Linked DNA regions of Zea mays: regions 1, 3 and 4 are each linked to region 2. Evidence: chromatin contacts called from public Hi-C data. All regions are on one chromosome and are shown on one strand. Each heading gives the region's core, a stretch centred on a gene start, on an enhancer-like site or on the middle of the called end of the contact. The rest is flanking DNA. Distances are from core to core; before and after follow the strand shown. Region 1 holds the start of LOC103631773 (50S ribosomal protein L18, chloroplastic-like). Region 2 holds the start of LOC100274922. Region 3 holds the start of LOC541615 (sucrose transporter 1). Region 4 holds the start of LOC100282269 (kelch motif family protein).

Region 1 (2,700 bases), core at 129-2,628, 160 kb before region 2:
TACTGGAATCGTGTATAGAGTACGGAGAAACTGTCCTTGTTAGTGAAATATGAACTGCCTGTTGATCAAGGACTGATGGATCATACAGAATACAGAATACAGAATCCGCATGGAATGTGACCAACTTCCCTGTCTCCTGAGAACTGTCAATGCAAGCCCTGGTGCCTCCTTTCTGGGGGCGACACTACAGTTGCAGCCTATCTTGGCAGGAACCCGTGCTGTGAGACCGGAACCTCGAACGCCATCATCTTGTCGCCTCGAGCAAAGCCGTTGCGGTCGTAGGAGACCTCGGAGATGCCCAACTCGTTGCACACCCTGACGAGCTCCTCCCCGACCTTCCGGGCAGCCTCCTGTGCAGGGCGAGCCGGCGAGGCGAACTCAAGCTCAAGAGTCCCGCCGGAATACAAACCAAATTCCAGATGGAGAAGACGACGGCGGCGGCTTACCACGGTGCCACAGGGCGGGTCGCCGCAGATGGACTTCTGCAGCGTGCTGCCATAGAAGAGGATCTTCTTGTTGTGGTCGTCGGCGAGCACAGCGTAGAGCTGCCGGTTGGAGCAGAACACCGAGAGTCTGGGCTTCGTCGCCGTGCCGTTGAACTGCATACAGCGAGAGTCGGCGGAACGGCGGTTTGGTTACACCGGCTGCCTGGTAGCTGGCCTTATCCTGAAATTTGAGAACCAGGTGGAGCACCGGAACGTACCTTCTTCTGCAGCCGACGGTTCCTGACCTTGGCGCTCTCAGTTCGCGCGCCTCGCCTCGCCGTCGCCTCGATCCTGGGGTACTCGCGCCGGGGCGCGCCGGGGCCTGCACGCGTCAGACAGAGATAAGAGCGCGCGTGGGCGTCGCCGAGCTAGCGAGCGCGGAACAGCGTGTATGCGGTGGCTCTGCTCACCTGGATGTGGCGGAAGCGAGAAGTCGAGGATAAACCTGGAGCCTGTCAGCGAGGTCGGAGGGTGGCGGACCGGGAGCGCGGGGCGCGGCGATAACGGCTGGGCTAGCGCGGCGCGTAGCAGCGCCATAGCCAGTGCGCCAATTCGTCGAACAGGTTCCGCGCGCGCAGTTCTGGCCTTCGTTGGGTTGGCAGTTGGCTTCAGTTTACCATTCCGTTTTACCCCACCACCACCAGGGGAAAAAAATTTGTTGCAGCCCGGTTACAAACCAGGCTGTTTGCAGCCCCTAACAAAAAAGAGGATAGACCTCACCTGCAAGTCTACTAGATAACGTTTTAGTTGTGTTATTGGCCTACAGGTGGGGCCTATCCTCATTTTTGTGAGGGGCTGCAAACAGCCTAGTTTGCAGCCGGGCTGCAGCAAATTTTTTTCCCCACCAGGCACCAGCCGCAGCGCCCGCACACTCCGCACCGCACCGTCGCCCTTGCCCTGAAAAAAAGAAGAGAGAGAGAAGCACTCCGAGATCTGGTCTTCTCGGTGTCCAACGGTCCACAGCCCAACCCTCTCGAGTCTCGTCTTCTCCCCCGGACTCCGAGATCTTGCCGATCTGCACCGACGCCGCGGTCCGCGGCCATGGCGGTGCCCTCTCCCGCCCCGCGGTCCCCGCGCCGACCGGATGCCATTGTGGCCCCGGACCCCTCGTCCGCTGACGTGCCACCATCCCTCGACTTCGGCGACCCGGCCTCCCTCGCCGCGCTCCGAGTCCTCACCGACGCGGGTGCCGCCACCCGCCTCCTCCACGAGTGCGTGGCCTACCAGCGCGGGCTCGACGCCCGTCTCGACGCTCTCCTCGCCCGCCGTGCTGACCTCGACCGCGCCGCTGCTTCGCTCCTCCGCTCTGCCCCGCCTCTGCTCTCGCTCGCGGCTTCCGACGCCGCCGCGCTTAAGGAATCCTCCTCCACCACCGCGGCGCTCGCCGACGCGCTCTCGTCCCGCGTCCGCCATCTCGACGCGGCGCACTCCAGGGCGGACGCTGCGCTGGCACGTGCCGAGGCCGCGCTCGATCGTTCTCGCGCGCTCGAAGCCGCGCGGCGGGCCTTGGCCGCCGACGACCTCGCCGCCGCCGCCACCGCCGTGCACGAATTCCTCGCTATCGACGCTCGGTTCCCCACCGACGACGATCTCCGCCGCGATCTGCTTGACATGAAACGTCGCCTCGAGGGGCTCGCGCGTCGGAGGCTAGCGGCGGTCGTTGATGCACAGGACCATCCTGCTGTGCTTCGCCTCGTCCGCCTATTCCCACTGCTCGGACTCGCTGATGAAGGACTCCAGGTCTACGTCGCCTACCTGAAGAAGGTTGTCGCTCTGCGTGCCCGCGCAGACTTTGAGCACCTCGCGGAGCTGACCTCCGCGACCCAGCCGACCTCTGAGCGGCCGGATTTTGTTGGCTGCCTCACCCGTCTCTTTAAGGACATTGTGCTCGCTGTTGAGGAGAATGATGCTGTGCTTCGTGAGCTCAGGGGAGACGATGGTGTTGCTTATGCCATCATTGAGCTGCAGGAGGAGTGTGATTCGCGGGGCACCCAGATACTACGCCGTTATGCTGATTACAGGAAGCTTGCACGACTTGCATCGGATATAAACTCCTATACAAAGAACCTCCTTTCGGTCATGGGTTCCATGGCCAGTGCTGCTGGAGGTAGTGAAGGGCCTGATCCCAGGGAAATTGAGCTTTATCTTGAGGAGATTCTTGCGTTGACCCAGCTTGGTGAGGACTACACTGAATTTATGGTGAACAAGATCCGTG
Region 2 (2,700 bases), core at 59-2,558:
CTACAGCATATGCAGTAAACCCGTGGTTCTCCATGATCTTCTTATTCTGTCCTCAAGATTATGGAACGAAATGTTATCCCTGTAGGGGAACATTTGGTTAAGACATCAATTAGCTAGTATTACCAGTTCGAAGCTCTGCCACATGTAGATGCGAGTTGCTGTACTCTTCCAACATTGACATGTTGGGGGGAACTATTATGACATTTCAGAAATCTGCCGCGGCAGGATATCGAGCTCCTACAGACTGCAGCGATGCTGCCTATTGAAGTGGTGAGGTGACTTTACTACGTATTTCGTAATTCCAAAAGAACTGCTTTCGCCAGCTGCAGCTTTTTAGTCCACTGTCAGCGTTGCTAATCTGGCTCGTCCGGAGACTAGTTTAGTTTAATTCATTCATTTTGTACCTAGCTTGTACTCCAGTCATTCACAAATAGCAAGGTCAATCCTCGACACTAGCTAATTACTACCCGCGCTTATAAATTCCAGTTAAAACTAGACGAATCGAAATCCAGTTAAAAAAAGGGAAAGAAAAGATGCCTCAGGTTGGTTTAATGATGCTGGGACGGGGAACGGGGCACGAAACGAAAAAGTTTACCGTTGGGGAGTGGTCGTCGGCGGGGCCGGGGCGGGGGCGGCCGAGCTTGGGCGGGGCGATACTGGGCTGCGGCTTCTGGGCGTGGGCGAGGAGGTCGTCGTCGCCGCCGAGGCTGGCGCGGGAGAGCTCCTTCTTGTTCTGCTTGCGCATCTCGCGGATCTTGGAGAAGTCCATGGAGTAGTCCGGCAGCGCGCCGTTCTTCGTGTCCCAGTCCCCGAACGCCGGCACCGTCATCCAGGCGTTGGCGCCCGCCGCGTCGTGGCCCCGCTGCTGCATGCGCGCACCGACCGCCGCGTGTGAGACGCGCCTCGCGGCAGGAACAGGAACCCGGTGCCTAGCTAGCCGAGCGAGCTGAGCTCCTCGGGAAAGGAATCAAGAGAGAGAGGGTCCAGGGAGGCAGAGATCACTAGGTTTACTTACCTCCTTTAGGTTCTCCATGGACGGATGATTGATCCCTGCCTGGTGCCTGCTGTCTCTCTCGTGTTCTTCTTGCCTTGCTGGGTCTCGAGCGTGTCGTCTCGGCTCTCTGATGAAGGTGTGGTGAAGCAAATTCCGCAATCACGGAACAGAACAACAGTGTTGGACTTGTCTTCTTCGGTAGGCACGGGCAGCAGCAGCTACCGCCGCACACGGTGTGTGTGGACTGTGGAGACGAGAGGAGAGAAGGACCACGTCGACCAGCACACCGAAGTGGAAAGAAAATCCAGCTGGTTTCGAGCCACCAGTGGGTGCCCACTGCAGCTTTATAATCTTCCTGCAAAGCTCTCTCTTCGATCCGTTGCGCTGACTGCCCGTTGCATACCACGCCAACACCACGCGTCCGCGGCGCGGAGGGCGGAGGCGGGCGGCCACAGCTGGTGACTGCTGTGCTGTGTGGTGTGGTGGAGTGGAGCCGTGGAGCTAGCATTGAGGATTGCCTGCCAATCTGGGCCCACAGACCCGTGACTTCACCCGGTCCGTGCTGTGGCCATGGCTTCACACGGCTTTTGCCTCCTCTACTACTACTACGCGAATACCTTTCAGGGAGGACAGGATGGTGACTAGTCGGCAGGGAGGAAAAATAATCCGCGACTCCGTGTGGCCAGCTCGGCCGTGCCCCCGAAAAGGAGAAGCACAAGCACAATTCGGTGCCCGGCCTAAACGTCCTTGCCATTGCCAAAATCGGATGCGACTGGCAAGTGGCAACAAGCTCGCTCATCCTCTTCACTTTGCAGGCGACCTGTCCACCTTCCCGTGAATCATGTCATGTAGGGCGAGAGACGAAGAAGTGACCATGGCGACGCTGACGTACGCAGGGGTTCCAGAGGTTCAGACGGCTGCCGAAGTTCTCAGAGCCTCCAATCCGGCCAGCGTGTTGTTGCCGCCAATAACTACCGGCGTTCCCATCATATCATGATACAGTATATGCGTTCATTCACTCATGAACTCCTTCGTGACAGCGTTATTAGCGGCTGGACGCGTTGGCGAAGGTTCTCGTCGTATTAACTTCCCGGATATGCATACGGGGTATGTGTGGGCGTGTTCGGCTGGCTACAAGCCGACACTGTTGCAGCTGTTTGGATTACTGCAGCTGCAATCCATAGAGAGAAAAATACTGTAGAAGCCGCAGCCGCAGCCGGATTGCAGCCGCAGCAAGTCGCAGCGAACAAGCTGTGTATTTTGAAGCTAGTCAGGCGTGCAAGAGGGGTGGACACAGGTGACTAGATGTAGTGCCGAACGCATGACAAAATTATAGATGGAGCGACACCACAAAGGATAAATCACTAGACCAGTTAAAAAATAGCTTCGTGACAATAATATGAAGGTAAGGTAATACTAGGAATAGGAATATTCCAAGATGATATGAATACCTAAAAACCTTTTAAGTTGTCCTAGCAGGAGAGCCGGAGAAGGGAAAGGGGCAAACCAGCGAGGGGGATAGGACGGAGTGGTCACATACTCACATCGACATGTCGTTATGGCGAGTTAACGAGTTCGCGCGAGATGGTGATGATGAGGCGGCATCAGAGGGTAGCGAGGGTAGGTGGCGGCAAGTGACAACCATTACCGTATTGGATGACGTGGTAGGATCCTAGTGAGATAGCAAGGGCAGATGACGCCATGGT
Region 3 (2,700 bases), core at 90-2,589, 130 kb after region 2:
CCTAGGGACCCAAGACTGGCACATACGAGGTGGCAGATGAAAGTACAGTAGTGTATTAATACTGGCAGGTGGTCACAACAATACCAGTGCCTACTGTACGTCACACACACACCACGTCTGCCGTGCACATAGAAACGTTTCTGAAAGGTTTGACTTTTGTATGTGCATGCAATGAAAAGAAGGAAGAGAGAAGAAGCTGTGTTCTTCCCAGCTTATTTCGGCAGTAATTAGCCGGTCCGGAGGAAAAGTAGGCACAACATATATATTTGGGTGGCGGAGCAGGAAGTAAGGGACGAAGCAGGATTTCCAGTTTAATTATTTCGATCGTGAAGCACTGCTCCAGTTCATACGGAGTATATAATTCATCTAAACAAAACCACCCACATACATCAAGTAGAAACGACCAAGTGTATACGTAGCTATCAGCTGCAAGTTTTTTTGGCCACACATGTGTACGTGCAGATATATATATGCTGATTCTCAGTGTGTACTACGTGCTTACTCTACTTTTTTTTCTCTCGTGGGTTTGACGAGACAAAGACAGGATCAAACGTCCATTACGTCGTTACTGGTCATCGAAAAGATGCTCTCTGCCTTTTTCAAATTCAAACTACTACTCATTAAATGTGTGTATATGGCACCTGCTTATTATTAGCTTTTGTAAAATAGCGGTTGAATATAGAACATCATGCATGATCGGCGGTAGTATCGTTTATTTGCAAGCAAGACACGTACGGCGCTCGCCGTGCATGCCGCCCCGCCGCATGTACACGCACGTATAGTATACGTGCACACGCGCGGAGGCGCGATCTCGCGTCGCGTGTCGGTGGTGACGATGAAGGGTATGTAGCTAGGCAGTACGACGTCTATATGTGTGTGTGTATACCTGCACGTAGGGCGTGAGGAGGGAGAGCTGCAGCGCCCAGCCGTACTGCACGCCGCCGGCGACCATGCCGGCGAGGATGAGCCTGCCGAGGCTGATCGGCGCCACGTGGTCCGCCGCCGCCGCCGCCGCGCCGCCGGTGCCGCGGACCCCCACGGACAGCTCCAGCTCGCCGTCGCCGCGAGCCATGGCGGGCGAGCACACGTACGTACCAGACCGGTCGTACGTCGATCAGGCGCGCGGCCGCGATAGCTGAGAGAGATTATATGTATGTGATCGAAATCGAAGGGGATGATTAACCAGCACGGGGGGGGGGGGGGGGGGAGCAACGAACAAGAGAGCTTTGGGAGGCGCAGGAGGGTTCTCGGGAGATAGACGAAAATGGAAAGCGCTGTGGGGGAGGAGGAGCGAGGTGCGCTGCCTGAGAGCGCGGGTAGTGAGGAGACGTGAGGTGTGGTGTGGGTGTGGGTGTTTGGAGCGGGGGAGATGGTGTGGCATTTAAAGGCCGTGGCGCGCGACGACCCCGGCCGGCCCAGCCCGGCCCGCGGCCTGGCGTGCGCGGACCACGCTAGCTGCTATGCGATGCGAGCCTAGCCTGCCCGCGGATGCGGCCACTCGTCCCGCCATCCTACCAGCACTCACTCCCCCAGGGCGCAATTATTAATTACTGCTATGCTAGGCCCACGGCACAGCCCACAGGGTGCTGCAGCCTGCAGGAGTGCCTGCCTGCCTTATCCATCTGCAGCCGCTGCCTCCAGATCGTCCGGTCTAGCTTCGCCAGGCTGCGAATCCTCTATCACCCCCCGGGTGCACCTAGCGATTCCACTCCAGTTTCGGCCATGCACAGGCGCCGCCCGGATCGCCTGTGGCTGCGCTTCTTGGCTGGCCTGGCTGATCTGTTCGTGTCGTCAGTCGTATCGTCACTAGAGAACACGCACAACCTAGCGGTACTACGAATGGTCCACTGCGTCTGCATCTGCGTGCGTTCGTCCAAGCAGAGAGTGACGTGCTGGGGATGGATGGAGAGTCCCACAAACACGTACGCCGCACAAGCCGCAACCATGTCGCTCGATGGTACCTACCTTCATCGTAATACACGTGAGCCTTTGTGCGGATGGCCGTTTTTCTTCTTCTCAATTCTCCAACTAGGGATGGATCCATAGGATATGCCGGATAGAGCGACCATGGTATACCATATATGTAGTGCAGGTGCAGGACCAACACATATTAAACACTGAAGTTTTAAACTATATGGAAAACATTTACAGCTTCAAGCACCAGAGAGAATGTGATTAGGTGGTCTGTAGCTTTTGGGCTCATATCTTGGAGATTGGCTGGTTTGATCCCTTTGTGGTGCGATATATTTTATTTTTTATTCTCTTATGTATTACTCCCTCCGTCTCACAAAGGATGTCGTTTGACTTTCTTGAGGCCAACTTTGATCAATTTGTTTTATTCAAAATATTTGTGAAAATATAGAAAACTTTAGTTTATTGTTAAAGTAAATGGTATGATAAACTAAACCGTAATGAAAATAAATGATAATTATGAATTTTTTTGAATAAAATGAGCTGGTCAAACATGATCTCAGAAAAGTCAAACGACATTTTTTTAGAGACAGAGGGAGTATTATATACTACGGATCAAATTCTCTATATATTCACTATAATGATGTATTTAATTTTTTTATGTTCTCCATTTTCTACTAATATTTTCAATTTATTTAAAACAGCTTTAAGACCCTCTTTATATTTTCTTGTATTGATAGCAATAGAGATTTTAATTAAACAAATCTTCAATAGCTTCTCCGATCAGAA
Region 4 (2,700 bases), core at 143-2,642, 220 kb after region 2:
ACTCCCACTAATCCTTGTTAGAGCACCCGCGCAAGATTGTCGCCCCTTAATCTGTGCAAGGATTTGGTGCCGCCACGTATTCGGTGTGGAACATGTACTATGCTCCTGCAGCACCACCACATTGTTTCAGGAGACGCCTAATGCAACGCGAAAGAAGGTTGCATCCGCAGCCTGGCTCACACACACAATCGTGTCACTGAAAAAACAAATTCATCTTGAGCAGCATGCGCATGCAAGTAGAATAAGAAGAGAAAAATACCAGCAACCGAACCGATACAGATAAAAGATAAAGCATAGTAATTAAGGGCACTTTTTTTTACATCCGTATCCGTGCTCAGTTGCAGATGTGTACAGTGATTAAGGACACTTTTTTTCCGTATGGAGGCCACGATAGGGGCGACTGGGCGTTGTATGTACGTACATACGTACGTACTGGCGTAGTATGCAAAAGAGAACGATTACTTGACCTAGAAACTAGAAAAGAGAAGCCATTGAAGATTCTTTGCAGGGCCACTCCATTATGTCTTCACGCTCATAATCAATGCACTGATTATCTGTACACATTTTAAATCGGAATAGTGGTTGAATTGACTTTAAGCCGGTGGTTGTACGTGTATATATATACACTCCCCTCCATCTATAGCCTGCAACGATGACGAATAACGAAGACAACGACCGGCAAATAGGAAGCATTTGTTTATATTTGTGGCAGCGTCGTGGCAGAATACTGTACTCTAGTTCACATAAAAAAAAGGTTCTACGGCTGGCAATCAGCATCCGATCGATGAAAAGAAATTGAAAGGATACGTGGCATGTGTTTGTTTGTTAACTTGCATTGCTAATACCTGAACAAGTTATATATATAACCGGCCGGTCGTCAACCACCTTTTCAGTCCGATTTTGTGTCGAGGGTAGGGAGTAAAACTGGGACAACCTCATGTCATGAGCGAAAAATTAAATCTAGATCTTAAAATTCATTGCAGCATGAATCTGAAATCCATCGTGAGAGGCAGGGCAGTGGCGGGGCACGGACTCTGACGGATGAGGGAGAGGACGCGATCGGTCGAGGGAGGATCCATGGAGAGAGAGAGAGAGAGAGGGAAGAGATTCATAGAGTTGGTGAAGTATCATTTGAAGAGTTTTAATCTGATCATTATTATATTCATCAATTTGATGAATCTAGATTTCATGGAGTTATTCTATTTGACCATTTTTTTTAAATAAAGGTCGGCTGTTTTTGGTGAACGTAAGTAAAGTCGATGGGGGCTGTACAGTGCGAGAGCGCAGCAGAAGATGCGAAGGGCAGAGTAATCCACGTCAGCCTCAGGTGAGCTGGGACGGTGGCCGCTCCTGCCCTTTTCTATTTCTGAGCCCTGCGCGGCTTCCAATTCCGACGAGCCAAAACAGACGGACGCACACAAAAGCGAAAGGGAGGAGAGAGAGGGGCAGGGCAGAGCAGGAGAGAGAAATTCGATAGGGTTCCCATGCCCCTTCCCCACCGGCCACCACTTGCCAAGCGAAAGCGGGAGTGAAGGAGGGGAGAGTCCCATTTCCCCAAGCCCTACACGAGAGAAAGAGAGAGAGGGGGGAGCAGAGGAGCACGCTACGAGAGAGGGAGGTCGAGGGAGACAGCAGAGGCTGCAGCAGAGGCCAGAAGCATTAGAAGCGGCAGTTGTAACCAAGTGGCATCAGAAGATAGAGCCAGCCATCCGTCTATCCATCTATCTAGCTCTACAGGTATAAATCCTCGCGCATCGGTAGGGGGCGAGGGGAGGACCGGGAACCGGAGGGGATTTCTCGGGGGTGGAGTGGCGGCCAGGACCTCTGATTGGGCTCCAGTGCGCGATCTTTGAACGCAGATTTGGTGCCCGCAATCTGCCATGGATTTGGTTTAAGGTGACCTCCTTTTCCTTATTTTGGCGTCTTGCTTGGCTGGCCCGGATTCCTGTCATCCGACTTATCGCCGAGCTGAGAAAGAGATTTTGTTTTTTTTTTTTGTTTTCTTCTTCACAGATTTGGTGAGATCGGTCGGGTTCGCGCTGCAAGATTAGATTTTTGTGCCTGTTTTATTCACGAGGTTCGTGCTCCCCAGATCTCACGTCTTCACCTGTTCTTGATCCCTTTGTTCCCGTTGATATCATCCCCGCTTATTTTTTTTTCTATTCGATTATGTCGCCTGCAGATCGCAACAACGATATTGCTAAGCAAGATAAGATTTCAACTTTTTTTCCCCTGGATCGATCTCAGATTAGGAGGAGCAAATAAAGCAAGAATAGAAAGATTTTTGGGGGAGAAGGCATGATGCTGGAAGGGAAGTCCTACCTTGTGTCACGCTCCGTGCCGAGCTCCTGCGAGCCGGAGGCGGAGTGGGAGTACCTCGCCCACGCGGTCCTCAGCGGCAAGCGCCCGGCGCCGGAAGATGACGTCGAGGTCGAAGACCCGGACGAAACTGGCAGCGGCGGCAAGCGCAGCAAGCCGCCATCTCCGCAGCCGCACACGCCGGACATCTGCGAGGGCCACGGCTCCAACCGCCACGCAACCGGTTCCGGAGAGCAGCGGATCACCGGGAGCAACCCCATGACTTCGATCGGTCGTGACCTGACCCTCAATTGCCTCCTCCGGCTATCTCGGTCCGACTACGGCTCGGTGGCCTCCCTCAGCCGGGACTTCCGCTCCATGGTCCGCAGCGGGGAGATCTAC

Evidence for each region. Hi-C and Micro-C count contacts between places; a contact is called where the count stands out from the background.
Region 1: a contact with region 2 is called in a Hi-C map of leaf mesophyll, with 3 times the contacts expected there. The contact joins the promoter of LOC103631773 here to the promoter of LOC100274922 in region 2. A contact is called at or near these places in 3 of 25 Hi-C or Micro-C datasets (bundle sheath, leaf and leaf mesophyll).
Region 3: a Hi-C map of bundle sheath shows a contact between it and region 2, with 3 times the contacts expected there. The contact joins the promoter of LOC541615 here to the promoter of LOC100274922 in region 2. A contact is called at or near these places in 8 of 25 Hi-C or Micro-C datasets (bundle sheath, ear, endosperm and 3 more).
Region 4: a contact with region 2 is called in a Hi-C map of bundle sheath, with 1.8 times the contacts expected there. The contact joins the promoter of LOC100282269 here to the promoter of LOC100274922 in region 2. A contact is called at or near these places in 2 of 25 Hi-C or Micro-C datasets (bundle sheath and leaf).

What each region holds. Positions count from the first base shown.
Region 1 is chr1:14,907,421-14,910,120 of Zm-B73-REFERENCE-NAM-5.0, forward strand. LOC103631773 (50S ribosomal protein L18, chloroplastic-like) reads right to left here and starts at 1,379. Exons shown (of 4, transcript XM_008653247.4): 1 at 896-1,379; 2 at 704-807; 3 at 447-599; 4 at 1-350. The coding sequence starts at 1,022. The coding sequence ends at 198. It overlaps LOC103631772 (conserved oligomeric Golgi complex subunit 4), which reads left to right and starts at 1,273. Exons shown (of 2, transcript XM_008653243.3): 1 at 1,273-2,700. The coding sequence starts at 1,527.
Region 2 is chr1:15,071,479-15,074,178 of Zm-B73-REFERENCE-NAM-5.0, forward strand. It overlaps LOC100274922, which reads right to left and starts at 1,309. Exons shown (of 3, transcript NM_001149170.2): 1 at 1,016-1,309; 2 at 596-865. The coding sequence starts at 1,033.
Region 3 is chr1:15,200,475-15,203,174 of Zm-B73-REFERENCE-NAM-5.0, forward strand. It overlaps LOC541615 (sucrose transporter 1), which reads right to left and starts at 1,340. Exons shown (of 13, transcript NM_001305791.2): 1 at 1,218-1,340; 2 at 887-1,135. The coding sequence starts at 1,072.
Region 4 is chr1:15,294,084-15,296,783 of Zm-B73-REFERENCE-NAM-5.0, forward strand. LOC100282269 (kelch motif family protein) reads left to right here and starts at 1,393. Exons shown (of 3, transcript NM_001412099.1): 1 at 1,393-1,896; 2 at 2,014-2,077; 3 at 2,183-2,700. The coding sequence starts at 2,299.